3 separate regions of the Mus musculus genome follow, and regions 2 and 3 are each linked to region 1. Evidence: chromatin contacts called from public Hi-C and HiChIP or PLAC-seq data. All regions are on one chromosome and are shown on one strand. Each heading gives the region's core, a stretch centred on a gene start, on an enhancer-like site or on the middle of the called end of the contact. The rest is flanking DNA. Distances are from core to core; before and after follow the strand shown.

Region 1 (4,640 bases), core at 1,022-3,521:
ATATAAACAACCACACACACACACACACACACACACACACACACACGGTGTTCAGTTGTTTGTGGGTGTAAACCTGTATGTGGTTATGTGCATATCGTAGTCTGAGAAAACCTGGCTCTCACAGTTGTCTTTTGAGTTCCATGTGTACTGTCTGGCACATGCACAGCTACATGCACACAATAAGTAGATAGAGAGATAGATAGATAGATAGATAGATAGATAGATAGATAGATAGATAGATAGATCTATTAAACAAATAAAATATACTCATCTTGTTTATTTTATCCACTAGGTATCTTCTAAGCAGTGTACTTCTAAGCTAAACACAATGAATCCTGTAGTTAATCTGAAAATAAATACAAAAACCCTATGGGGGGGGGCCTTTTTGAATACTATTTGTTTTATTCATCCAGTTGCCCCAGAGGCAAACTAATGTCATTTTTTTAAAGTGTACATCTCTAATAAACAGCTTAGTGGTTAAGGGCACTTGTTACTCATGCAGAGGACCTGGCTTCGGGTGCTCACAGCCGCACGGTAGCTCACAACCACGGGTAACCCTGATTCCAGGGTTCTGACTCCCTCTTCTGATCTGCGTGGGCACAGGGCACTTGCATACATGCAGGCTGAGACATCATAAACATAAAATGAATAAGCAAAGAAACCTTTTTAAAGTGTGTGTATATGTAAGCAGTTTATTTCCTGCCTGAGCCAGTATTCATAACAGATGAGTTCAGATTGAAACACCATGTTACCTACAGGGTCCCATTTGCATAGCTTTGCACAACCTGGTATTGTCCGGTCTGTGTCTTCCTCTTCTTCGCCCTGACCTATGGGAAAGAGACCCTAAAGTAGAACTCGGGAAACCAACAGTAGTCAGTCCTGATTGATCTGCGTTTTCTTTTCCAGCAGAGAGCAGTGAGGTCTGGAGTCCAGGGTTGCTAATTATTTTCCTTTGTGTGGCTTCTAAGACTGAGGAAGCTTATGTCTGTCTGGATCGTTCTGGTTATATGAAAATGTGTAGACTCCTCCAGAGTGATGCTGTGGTGTAATAGAAGATACAGTCCTTCGTATTTTTGCCTCCTAGGTTACTATTCCTGGAGAAATTCAAAGGACGGGTCGTGGTTCATCCAGTCCCTTTGCAGCATGCTGAAGCTGTACGCGCACAAGCTAGAATTTATGCACATTCTCACTCGCGTTAACAGGAAGGTGGCAACGGAATTCGAGTCCTTCTCCCTGGACTCCACTTTCCACGCAAAGAAACAGATCCCGTGTATTGTGTCCATGCTCACGAAAGAACTGTACTTTTATCACTAGAGGAATGATTGGGGGTGGGGGGGGGCGTGTTTCTGTTTTGTTATGCCAAATGAGAAAGCTGTCAGGGAGACTCTCATTTAAATCTAATCTGACGGTCCTCCTGGTCTTTGTACGCTACCACTGCCTAGCAATGCAGCCAGCCACAGTGCAGCTACCTCAACTTCGACATCAGGTAGTTGAAATGAAATTTAATTTAATAAGGAGCAAGTAACTGTCAATGATGGTACTATCATCCTAGATGAAATTACAAAGTTGCCCTTTTATAATTAGCAAGATTTGGCGATACTATGAATTTTGAAGTCATTTTGAAGCAGTACAGCTTTTCCACTGATGATTTTATACTCCCCACTCATGTTAAGAATGTTGTTCTAGTTTTCGTTAAACGTAGAAACAATAATGTCAAATGATAATGTCTTAGAACTTGAATCCATGAGCAGAGTCAAAGGCTGGAACCCTTGTTTTGGACCTGATTTATGGAAGTGAAGAGTTGGACCACCATAGCATGCATTATAGCTACTGGTTTTGTGACAGTTGTCCACAACACGTATTTGTTATTTTAAAAAAAAAAATCATGTTTTATTACTGGAACAAAAATAACTTGAGTATTTATGTGAGAGGAAAACCGTGTGCGAACTTGGTTGACTCATTGAAGGCAAGGTGCTAAAATCCATCAGCATTTGTTTCTTACTTATCCTTATACAAATCAGCTCGGTCTTACAGACCAGCAAAATATCTCAAGAGCTGTTATGTAACAGCCTCAAATGGTTGATTATTAGAATGAAGTACAGGAATTCTATAGGAATATACTATAATACCAGTTGTCAAACAGAGCTTAAGAAAAGGAGAGATGAAATCTACTGTAGTTGGAGAGAATGTGGTTTGAGCCAGAGCAGAGACTTGGCAGAGCCATGGGCACATCTTCAGAAAAGGCCTGCCAGCTGGACTCCCCACCCCTCACCCCACCCCCCTTGTGAGTTCTGGTTTGTGTGGATGATGTCCAAGTTACCACGTGGGAAAGTGAACCAGATCACAAACTTCTGCAAAAAGGCTTTCCCAGAGGGCTGAGAGTCTGAAGAAAGTTCACTGGACTCCATGTCCAGAGTCTGTAGCATGCTGACTTTTCTGTTGACGTTTACAAAGAAAGGAAAAATAATGGTGATATTTATACTGTGCTAGAAACGAAAGGGCCAGGGCACACAGGACTTGGAAAGCATCCAGCAATAGCCCTGCAGCCCATGTGGAGAAGCTGCGGGCTGCAGTCCATCCTCAGGGAGACTGTGCTCTGCTCCTGGCCTCCTTATGGGGGTGCTGAGTCACTGCTGGCTCTCGCAGCATTTCTCCTAAGCTTCCTTGTTGCACAAAGAAAGGAAGGAACTCACATTGTAACGGATAGATTCTTGTTTAGACTGGCTTTGTTGTTAACGCTTTCTAAGTGAATGCAGCATGTGATGGTATTTTAAAGTGTGTTCCCATGTGACAATTTTATAAAAGTTTGTTACCTTGCAATTTTATTTCAAAACATAAATTCAGATTTAAAATTATCAGTGTATTTGAGGGTTTGTTGTTGTTGTTGTTGTTGTTGTCGTCGTCAATACTTTTGCTGTTGTAATAACTAAGTGAAAGTTAAAATAATTTTAACCCACAGTCTAATTTGAGAGAGTCAGAGGATGCAACAAGGCCTTAATCTAATATGTTAAGGTGTTGGCAAGTGGAAGAACCTCTGATATGATAGGATTTAAACCCAAAGAAATAGGTAGAATATACTCAAAGAATACAGGAAGGGGTGGGGACTCAGCTCCTCCAAAGTTTACATAATAACCACAGCTTCTCTAAAGTGAAGGTCAAAAGTGGATCAAGGAACTCCTGTACACAAGGAGGAGCGTGTCACGAATGTTTTTGTCTAGCTGCTTTCTAACAGGGGATAGGGTGGTGGAGAAATGACTCAGCAGTTAAGAGCGTCGGCTGTTCTTCAGAAGAACTGGATTTGAACCCAAGCACCCACATGGCAGCTCACAATTTTTTGTAACTAGCTCCAGGGGACCCAACTGCCTCTTTTTGCCTCCTTGGGAATTTTATGCACATGGTGCAGAGGCATACACGTGGGCTAAATACCTATATACATGAAATTAAACCTTTAAAGACTAGCTCTTTAATGTGTGGAGAAAAGGCTAGCCCATTGTAATTTCCATACTATCTATATAAAGAGGTCTGAGATAGTACAAAGAAAACAACTGGAGCTATGGGTCTGGGAGTAGTTAGCTGGGTAAAGCAGTTTCCTTGCCAGCACAAGAACCTGAACTAGAACTTGATCCCCAGAATCCATGTTAAAAGGAAAAAAAACCCGAATTGTGATGCTCGCTTATAATTCCAGCAGTGATGGAGATAAGTGAGTTCCTGAGGCTCACTGGTCAACCAGCCTAGTCTCCATGGCAAACGCATGGCTGATGTGCTCAGCTATGGAGAAATGATACCAGTCCCATTATCACCTGGCCTACACATACACAAGATAAAAACCATCAACTGGGCCATGTATGTGAATAGAGCAAGTGTAAACAAAGAGAGCATATACCCCTTATGTTCAGATAACCCAATCTCCCATCATAATAAGAGGAATATAAATTATGATATCACCTACCAGACTGGACAGTATCGCCCAAGTGCTGGAGGTATAGGCATGCATCACCATGCCAAGCATGTGCTGTGGTTAATCCCAGCACTCGGGAGGCAGAGGCAGGTGGATTTCTGAGTTTGAGGCCAGCCTGGTCTACAGAGTGAGTTCCAGGACAGCCAGGGCTGTACAGAGAAACCCTGTCTCAGAAAACAAAACAAAACAAAAAACAAACAAAAACATGTTGCATGAATATTCATGAGATGGATGGCATATTCAGAGGGGTAAGGTGACCATTTGTTCCCTTCCAAACCATAGTGAACCAGATCTCTTCTTGGCTAGTCCTTCCCATGATCCTCTTTAAAAAGAGAAGCAAACTCACTAAGAAAATGATATTATAAACAAATTGAGATTTCCCAAGGTGGTCTACCCTTTGTTATAATATATTTGTGGCAATTTGGTTCGGTTCCCTTGTACTTAGTTTCTGCTTTGCGGGGACGAACCCAAATGCAGCTTAAAAGATGGAGTAAACCTCTAAAGATCATTTCAAACACCAGGAGAATCAGCTACCAAGAAACAGGTGTAGTGTTCCGTGGTTACCTCTTAACTAACTCCTCGACTTCTGATCCTCGGTGGGAGCTGTGGAACAATAGACCCAACTGTGAGAGTCTGTGGTCGGAAATGGCTTGTCTGAGTCAGAAGTGAAGCAGAGTTTACA
Region 2 (4,640 bases), core at 1,480-3,979, 350 kb after region 1:
AGCAGAATTAATAAAAACACCGGAAATCTTAGTAATAGCATTTAAACAGCTGTAAGAAAAGACCCAATACAGAGAATAAAACCAACATACCGAAAGTCAAATTGAGGCAGAGGAAATCAAGAGGATTACAAAGGACTCAGTGTATAAACTGAGAGCTGAACAAATGTCACCAAGACTAACTAAAGACAAGCTGGGTGAATTAAATAAGTATCTAAAATTTTAAAAAAAGGCTCAATTTCATAAGTAGTTAAAATTTGACAAACTTAACAGAAAATGTAATTATCTTGATAAAATATAAAAATCCTTTTTTTTAATAAAAAAAGCGAGTTATTGTAAACGTTGCTAAGAGTAGATGAATAACTTGATAATTTTAGTGGAAATTCAAGAAGCTAAAACAGAAAATGTGGACACGTTGTGTTAAATTCTTAGCAATGATATCACAGGCAATGCTACATAGACAAAGAGGCCAAGACGAAATATCACCAGAGTAGAAAGCAAAGCGGTCCACGCTCTAACAAGACAGAGAGACGGAGCTGTCATGCTATGCTCATTTTGGAATTATGAACAGATTCTCCCAGTGGTCACTTCAGGACAGATATGCGACCTGCCCGGCCAGAAAAACGCAGATCTCAGTGTCCTGCTGAGCCTGCAGTTTCCTTGGGCTTCTTCCTACGCAGGCAGCTCAGCGCTGGGCACCCACCTCTCCCGGCTTCCGGTCCCTCTCCTCCCTTCTCCTACCCACCCCCTTCCTTCATAGCTTATCTCTTTTACTTAGTGAAGCAATAACATGTTATTGTTCTAACGGATAAGAATAATGTTGTGTTTTCAAGCCAATAAGCATTAAGAGCAAATTACCCTTTTCTACTTTTTAATAAGAAAAACATTTAATTGTAATTTAGTTGTAAAAAGCACGGCCTTTGATTGAAGGAAAGAATGACGTTTCATTCTTGTCCGAGTCGCCTCAGATGTGATTTGGCTAATCTCTCTTCACCCATGGTGCCCTGGGAAGGTTTGACTTTAACCACAAGGGGACGCTGAGGCAGGAGAAAAATAATGTCCAGTCAGAACCAAGAGTGGCCACAGACTGACCAAGCCCGCGCTGCGCGTGCGCATGGCTGCTCAGCACCCAAGCAACACTTTTTTTTTTTTTTTTTTTTGGTTTTTTGGAGACAGGGTTTCTCTGTATAGCCCTGGTGTATTAGTCAGGGTTCTCTAGAGTCACAGAACTTATGGACTGTCTCTAGATAGTAAAGGAATTTATTGATGACTTACAGTCGGCAGCCCAATTCCCAACAATTGTTCAGTCGCAGCTGTGAATGGAAGTCCAAGGATCTAGCAGTTACTCAGTCTCACGCAGCAAGCAGGCGAAGGAGCAAGAGCAAGAGCTAGACTCCCTTCTTCCAATGTCCTTATATTGTCTCCAGCAGAAGGTGGAGCCCAGATTAAAGGTGTGTTCCTTAAACTCGGAGATTCAATCTTCTGGAATCCATAGCCACTATGGCTCAAGATCTTCAAACCAAGATCCAGATAAGGATCTCCAAGCCTCCAGATAAGGGTCACTGGTGAGCCTTCCAATTCCGGATTGTAGTTCATTCCAAATATTGTCAAGTTGACAACCAGGAATAGCCACTACACCTGGCTATCCTGGAACTCACTTTGTACACCAGGCTGGCCTCGAACTCAGGAATCCACTTACCACTGCCTCCCAAGTGCTGGGATTAAAGGCGTGCGCCACCACGCCTGGCTCCAAGCAACACTAACACTAATACAACCCAATACTTGCTAAGTCGCTTCTATGGCCGCACATATTTCATTAGCTTTCATATAAAATTTGTTATTTAATTTTGCACCAGGTAAAAGCATCACTGCAGATATGTCCTGCGGCCGAGCACTTGGCCTTGCCCATCTCCTTGCCAACCCTCTCCTCTGACAGGCTTCCCCTGCCGAGTTTTCCCGACTTAGAACTCATTTTGTTATTTCAAGCTCTTTTTCCGTGTCAGAGTCCCACTCTCCAGCTTCACTCTTCCCCTCATGGGACACTGCGGCCTCAATTTCCAACCTCTCCTGATCCAGTTCTAGAACCTTCTCTCTAGCTCTCTAGCTCCTCCACTTAACAGCCCCTCCCCCAAGTGAGCTCCAGGCACCAACAGTTTCTTTGCATTTGATAACTTGAACAGTAACACTGCATTTAGGGGCCTATGAAGGCAAAAATCAGTAGCGGAGACCTGGACAAATAATTTGTTTTTAAAGGCTATCTCTGGGACAAGACTGCATAGCTCACAACAGGCCCACCTAAATGTATTGTCTCTAGTTTATAACCTAAGTTTTGAGTTACTAAATTGTTCAGTGGAGAAGTTAGAAAGTTTAAATCCAGGCACAACAACAAGTTTACAGACTTCCCTTCTCCCTGGCTCCTCCCTGTGGTCAGCACAATTACAAACTTGGGTTGACTTTGTTAACTTTCAAGGTTTCACCGGTGGACGTTCATATTTACGGAACGTTTACCAAAAACAATGAGGTTGTATTTTCTCCCTCTGTGTTAATTCTAGCTTGTTAGAGATCCTGCCCTATCTAGAGGTAGTCGGTCTCTGGGTTTTGTGAGGAAGAGCAGAATTTTTTTTTTTAATTGAATTGAGTATAATTTTATTTTGGTAAAAATGGAGTGCTGTCCCTTTAAATTCTGAAGTGAACTTGGCTAAGAAAGGCCAACAGCTCAAGGTCCAGCCCCTAGATGAGAGAATAACTCCAGACTCCATCCTCAGGCTTTGCAAGGGCACAGCTGTGCCAGCTCACCCTGGCAGACTCCTGGCAGCATGGCAGCAAAGCTCTGGACCTTCCTGCTGGGCTTTGGGCTCAGCTGGGTGTGGCCGGCTTCTGCCCACCGGAAGCTCCTGGTGTTGCTCCTGGATGGTTTTCGCTCAGACTACATCAGTGAGGATGCTCTAGCATCCTTGCCTGGCTTCAGAGAGATTGTGAACAGAGGCGTCAAAGTGGATTACTTGACTCCAGACTTTCCCAGCCTCTCCTATCCCAATTACTACACCCTCATGACTGGTGAGTACCTACCATGTCTGCCTCTTAGCCGGGAGGATGTGGCTAGCATCTGTCATTGGAAACCTTAGTGTTTGATTGTCCCTAGTCACGGGACATCCAAGATAGGTGAGAGTCTATGTTCCCAACTAACACTTTCATTTCCTCACGGTCTTGATGTTCCACAAATGTCCTCCCAAGGACCTATTTCAGACTGTCTGTAAAGAGAAGAGATGCTAACAGTAATATATGGAATTTGGAGATTTTTTTTAAAGTGGTTATTGTTTGTTTCACAGATAAAATTCTAGATAATTCCACATTTTCTAAGTTCGGGGTGTAGAAGATGGATGGGTTTCCGTGTATCCATACAGAATCTCTCTGTCCCTTTACTGTGGTCTGGATTCTTGCAGGCTGACTTATCAATGTGTAAGACTGTGACAGTTATTCTCAGGATCCCTCCACAGGGAAGCTTGCATCTAGACAACTTAGAAGGGACTCTTTAGGCCTTCTTCAGTAATGCCACTTTCTGCTTTGGCCGTCTGGGGTCAGGTAAAATGATACAGAGACAATGAACTTTTGTCATGGACTTGAGATTGCCCAGCATCTGTGAAATGGGAGTTAAGCACAAAGCGAGTCCAAATCCTGGTGAGACGGGCAGAATCCCAGCTGCTTGTCTGGGGAAAGTGGATTTGGCTAAAGATGATCTTCCTCCATCTAGAATTGTCAGGACACTCAAGGTGATTCCAGAAGGCTGAGCCTGTCTGTTCGGTATCTGCAGCCTCACCTGTTAATGTAGGTGAGCTCCCTGCAAAACCGGCAAGAGGCTGTCAGATATTTTTGGCCAGCTACCCAGGGCAACCAAGAAGGCAGTGATTGCTGGCTGTACAAGACTTCATTGTGTGCTCTGAATCCAGGGAGAACTTTGAAATGATGCTATCAGATAAGACCTAAGACCTGTGATAGCCCATTACATAGCTTTACAGAACTCCATGGCCAAAGGAAGTCTGAAAGCATCTTTAGCTGTGTGATCGGCCATAGGAACAATCCATGATATGATGGTAACAGAAAAGGGGCCATGAACCTTCGCATTTCTGTCTTTCGTGGGTGCCCTAGGTATTCACAAAGTAACTGCGTGCTGACTCCTCAAACGACAGGAATCTATACTTCGTGATTATTATATTTATGAGAATTAGAAATGAAGATATCGGGGAGAGAAAAAAAATCAGGCTTCACATGAGCAAGGAATTTGTTTGTTATCCAACCATAACAAACAAACCAGTCTCCAAGATAAACAGTTAACAAAAGACTCTCTGGCCTCCCTTTGGCCTGCTTCCCCATTCTCACCCACTCGCTCACTGGGGAACAGTTTGCAGGCTTCTGGGTTACACATAGATTTAATTGTGTGTCCCAACCCGGTTCTCCACATCGAGTTTCACATACAGTGGCCACCCCTTCTCTGGTTGTCTTTCAGAGCCTGCCGGGAGACACAATTCACACAAGCTGCCACGTGCAGCCTTTTTGATTACAGTGGATAATGAACAAGCCCCAGCTTATTAAGGCAGATTCCAATAAGTGAAAAGGGACCACTGCAAAAATCCCCCACACAGACA
Region 3 (4,640 bases), core at 1,160-3,659, 310 kb after region 1:
TAAACAGGTTGTGTCACGAGCTTGTCACAAGCCTAGCTGAAGGCCTATGTGCATATTCATAAATAAATAAATAAAGCCTGTGGTGGCAATGGCAGGAGTCTTTGAAATCTCTAGGCCAGGCCCCAGTAACAAAACCATGTCTCCTAATTCTCCCCGAATAACTAACTGGAGACCAAGTATTCAAACTGCGACTTATGGGGGACATCCCAGGAACCACACTCACAAAGACACAAAGGGGTAAAAAGAGTTGAAAACTTTAAACATAAAGTTGGATTGGAATGCCCATTTGCATATCCCCTGTCCTGGTTTGAATTCCTCGGGGCAATATCAAACACAGAATGTTACATATTATCTATTTGGTCTCATAAAGGAAGATAGGGTTCACCCTGACCTAAGTGGGTATTGCACATTATGTGTAGGTTTTGAACGACAAGCCACGTTCTATGAAAGCGACAAGTGAATGTGAGACGAAGTTGTTTGCTATAATAAATACTCGTGACACAGTGGTCATAAGCCCTTAAAACTATGAAAACATTTCTACATTACAGAAAGCCCCTTTCTGTTAAGCTTTCTGATGACAAGACAGAAAAAATATCTTTGTAAATACCTACTGAACTACGCAATTTCATTGTAAGATGTAGGTGGCACTGTCCTGTGGGTCAGCTAAGGCCAATGTGTGTGGTGGAGCGCTTCCATTTCTGATTTCTGTTTTGGCTGTGAGTTCCAGCTGTGCTACGCCCTTCCAGCGTAAGGGAAGAAAGATGTAAAGAAATACTTTGAGAGCCATGTGCAGGTGTCTTATGAAACATAGCTCTGAAAAGATGGTTTTGAAGTTCCTTTCCACTCCTGTAGCTGAGCTGCTGCCATGAGAATTCTCACCCCCAGTGACCGACCGGCCCGTCTGACCTCAGACAACAAGCCGGAGTGTTTTAGTTACTGTCAAAATCTACTTTCACTTCTGGATCTTGTGAAATTTCAGGATCATAATCGAAATGTACGAAGGGAAAAAAATCCACTTTCAATAAAAAAATTATTTGGATAAAGGATTTGAGATACGATTTTCATCAGTGTGTGCTTTTTTATTATGCATAGTACATTTACTATTTAAATCACATTCTTGGTCTTTATTTTTATGGTCCACTTAAAATTATTGCTAATGACTTCTTGTGATCATAAACTGTTCTGGTCTTGTTTAGTAAGAATTGTGTCCTGCTTTTGTGGGTAAGGAAGTATGGACAGTATTTTCTTAGCTCTAGGAATCCTGATAATGTCTCCTTGCTTTCTCATGCAAGCAATAATATTGGCTTCCCGTAAACATTTCATGCCATACACCACGTTATGTTCAAAGTTCTAAATATACTTCCAGCGTCTCCTGGCAGTTATTGATGTGGGTCAAAAGGCTGAAGCCCACGGATTTTGCATTTCTCTCTAACTTTAAAAGCGTTGCAGTATTGACTTTGGAAAATAAAACACTTCTGAAAGAAACAGCTTTCATTTGAACTATAATTAATTTGCCTTGGGCATTATGGGGGCAGATATTTTCCATTTCAGAAAGTTGTTCTAATTTTTATGGATGTTGTTTTAACTCAGTTGTTCTAGATGGTTCTGTGTTCTCTGACATCTTCTCATCACTCTTCCTTGTTATCCAGTGCTGCACTTCCTGGGGCGTGGAGGGGGCGGGTTGCGCTCTAGTTAACGGTGAAGGACTGATTCCAGCTGATGGTTATGGGAATAGAGCCCACCTTGGCAGGGATGGGGCGGTGTTGATGCTCCTCTTCCAAAGGTCCTGAGTTCAAATCCCAGCAACCACATGGTGGCTCACAACCATCCTAACAAGATCTGACGCCCTCTTCTGGAGTGTCTGAATATAGCTACAGTGTACTTACATATAATAAATAAATAAATCTTTTTTTAAAAATTTAAAAAGATACAATGAAGACAGAAGAAGAAAAGAAGAAAACAGACAAACATTTAAATATATACAGCATACAATTTTGTATAAATAAATCTATTTTCTGTTCTATTTACATATTAGAATATTCCATGCATGTACATATTTAACATCTAAATGTTGAACATATGTTAAATGGCTTTTAAATACATATTTAAACTCTCTGTTGCTGAGATAAATACTCATTTTTTAACTCCACTGGTTTTGTTTAAAACACTTTAAACACTCCCCTACACCCCCCACTCCCCACTTCTGCATCCCTTGAATTTCCACTGAATTTACCTTTGAGTTAGTAATATGAACAAACTTGAGAGGTTTGGCTGACCGTGGCAGTGCAAGCTGTAGACAGTAGCTCGATACAAACCTAAGATGGGAAGAGAATCACTGCAATAAGCCTTTTGATATTTCACAGCTGGGATTAAGATTGTATTTTGGAACTATGGCGCCACCTGGTGGCCATTCTCTTGTTGCCGTTTAACATTTCTATTTTAGACCCCCACCTCTTTGGTAACTTGTACTTGAACACCCTTTGGTCAGGAACCCTAGTATACTATTAAGTAGCAATGTGTGGCCAACTGGACCTGGAAGGCCTCCGCTTGTTCGCTTGCTTGTTAGCACAGGTACCTGGAAATTCTGCAGGTCTAGGTAGAGTACGGGAACAGGGGACAGGAGAGACTTTACATCTTGGTTTTTCACAAGAGCCCTATTATAGCTCTGGCTTTCCCAGAAGCCAACTCCTGTGATTGGATGAGGGACTAATGAGACTAAAAATCAAGCACAAGCCTGCTTGGATAGCTGAGGGAACAACAGGTCTTCTCCAAAGAGGGAGAGGCTTGGGAGATAGCCCCAAGGGGAGGGGACACATCCTCACAACGCGTCACGCACAATAAAGGACTTCATCTAAACATCCATCAGAATCACACAGAGTTTTAAAGACAACCATGCTCAATGCATGCAAGAATGTTAAGGAAAGCTGGTGATTTCCCCAGCAGGTTGATTTGGGGGTTAATTCTTTGGCAATATTAAGAGTTTTGAGGGGCTGGAGAGATGGTTCAGAGGTTAAGAGCACTGGCTATTCTTCAAGAGAGGTCCTGAGTTCAATTCCCAGCAACCAAATGGGACTCATAATAATCTATACTGGGATCTGATGCCCTCTTCTGCCATCCAGACATACATGCAGACAGAATACTGTATCTATAATCAATCAATCAATCAATCAATCAATCAACAATAAATAAATCTTTTTTAAAAAAGATGTTTGAAAACAATCATTGCCTTTTTGTTGAATCTCAACCATAAAGGTAGAAAAGTGGGTCTGTAGGAGGAGAGCTGGCGGCCATCTGTTTAGCTTTAGTAAAGACTAAATATTATGGTATGTATGTTGTACTGTTGCAAAAGGTGGCATGTGCTCAAGGGTTGGTCACTGTCTTAGGGTTTCTATTGCTGTGATGAAACACCATCATAAAAAGCCAAAAGCCACTTGGGGGAAGAAAGGGTTTATTTGGCTTAGATGTCCTGAGTCATAGAGTCCATTAAGGGAATCCAAGGCAGATTCTCAAACTGTGCAAGAACCTGGAGGCAGGAGCTGATGCAGAGGCCGTGGAGGGGCGCTGCTCACTGACTTCTCCTCATAGCTTGCTCAGCCGGTTTGCTCATAGAACCCAGGACCACCAGTCTAGTCCCCCATCCATTGTTAATTCAAAGGACACCCAACATGCTTGCGGACAGCCAGGTCTTACGGAGGCATTTTCTCAGTTGAGATTTTCTCCTCTTAGATGACTACGGCAGCTTGTGTCAAGCTGATAGAGAACTAACCAGCACAGTCACCAACCGGGGATACCATTGGAAGATACTGTAGTCTTTGCCGGAAGAAAGCAGGATATTGGACAAGGTATCCCATTGACGGGGGAACCGGAACTGCAACGGATGTTTTCCTTGTTTGTTTTTGTTTGTTTGTTTGTTTCTCTATTGCTATAGTGAGCAGCTATGTTCCACTGAGTCTCTCTTACCATCATACGCTCCCTTCCATTAGCTCCAGAAAATGAGCCTACAAAGGAAAGAATGAAACCTCTGTACCCATGAGCCAAGATAAAACCTCTCAGGTCATAAGCCATCCTGGGTGTTTTATCACAGGGATGGAGAGCTAGTGTATAGCCAGAATCCGTGTTACTTTACTATTTTGACATGGTGTCCATCTTCAAATAGAATACTGTGTGAAAGTCAAATATACAAATGGGTGGACTGAATATAAAGGGTTCTGCTCTGGCAATAACCTCCACCCTATTATCGGCACAGTCCCCAGCTTCACAGAGACATTACCGGGGCACTTCCATAGTTAAAGCATGTTCTATGGTACAGTGGGACATCCCTGCCTCCATCGACCCTGGATGTTAATGCTAAACCCTTTTCTGGGAGCTCTGAAATCATGGCTGAGTCTCTCATGGGTCTCTTCTGCATTCCAGAGCACACCAAGTTTTTCATTCTGACCTTGATTTTGCTACCACTAAAATGTTTGTCTCGGGACATTAGAAACAACGCCAGGCCATTGGACACCTCACTGTCATTGGAACCACAAAGCTGTGTCAACCCATCTAGCATACATAGTCTTCCCTCGTGAGAGATCTTTAGACTCCTGGATACAACCTAAAACAAACAAGCAAAAACCAGAAAAGCAACTTAAGTAAATGAG

Evidence for each region. A called contact is a pair of places that touch in the nucleus more often than the background predicts. HiChIP or PLAC-seq counts read pairs in DNA pulled down with a chosen protein or histone mark.
Region 2: an H3K27ac HiChIP or PLAC-seq map of heart atrium shows a contact between it and region 1, with 5 times the contacts expected there. The contact joins the promoter of Enpp6 here to the enhancer-like site in region 1. A contact is called at or near these places in 6 of 39 promoter capture datasets (the C10 cell line, cranial neural crest, liver and 3 more), 1 of 484 Hi-C or Micro-C datasets (bone marrow-derived macrophages), 4 of 115 datasets of contacts at active chromatin or transcription factors (CD4 T cells, acute myeloid leukemia, cardiomyocytes and 1 more) and 2 of 9 other capture datasets (adipose tissue and liver).
Region 3: a contact with region 1 is called in a Hi-C map of bone marrow-derived macrophages, with 18 read pairs. The contact joins two enhancer-like sites. A contact is called at or near these places in 2 of 15 datasets of contacts at CTCF or cohesin (CD8 T cells and the NIH/3T3 cell line), 4 of 484 Hi-C or Micro-C datasets (Th1 cells, bone marrow-derived macrophages, cranial neural crest and 1 more) and 21 of 115 datasets of contacts at active chromatin or transcription factors (the 230-238 cell line, CD4 T cells, CD8 T cells and 15 more).

Annotation. Positions count from the first base shown.
Region 1 is chr8:46,636,835-46,641,474 of GRCm38.p6, forward strand. It overlaps Casp3 (caspase 3), which reads left to right. Exons shown (of 7, transcript NM_001284409.1): 7 at 1,085-2,864. The coding sequence ends at 1,314. Among named protein-coding and RNA genes, the nearest start is that of Casp3, 22 kb to the left of the region's middle. Within about 2 kb of position 2,272, at least 154 of the 459 cell types and tissues checked have an H3K27ac peak or open chromatin away from gene starts, as enhancers often do. A contact at or near this core is called in acute myeloid leukemia, adipose tissue, bone marrow-derived macrophages and 2 more, where this site is marked.
Region 2 is chr8:46,984,158-46,988,797 of GRCm38.p6, forward strand. Enpp6 (ectonucleotide pyrophosphatase/phosphodiesterase 6) reads left to right here and starts at 2,730. Exons shown (of 8, transcript NM_177304.4): 1 at 2,730-3,054. The coding sequence starts at 2,814.
Region 3 is chr8:46,951,227-46,955,866 of GRCm38.p6, forward strand. It overlaps a transcript of Enpp6 not described here. Among named protein-coding and RNA genes, the nearest start is that of Enpp6, 33 kb to the right of the region's middle. Within about 2 kb of position 2,410, at least 9 of the 459 cell types and tissues checked have an H3K27ac peak or open chromatin away from gene starts, as enhancers often do. A contact at or near this core is called in bone marrow-derived macrophages, where this site is marked.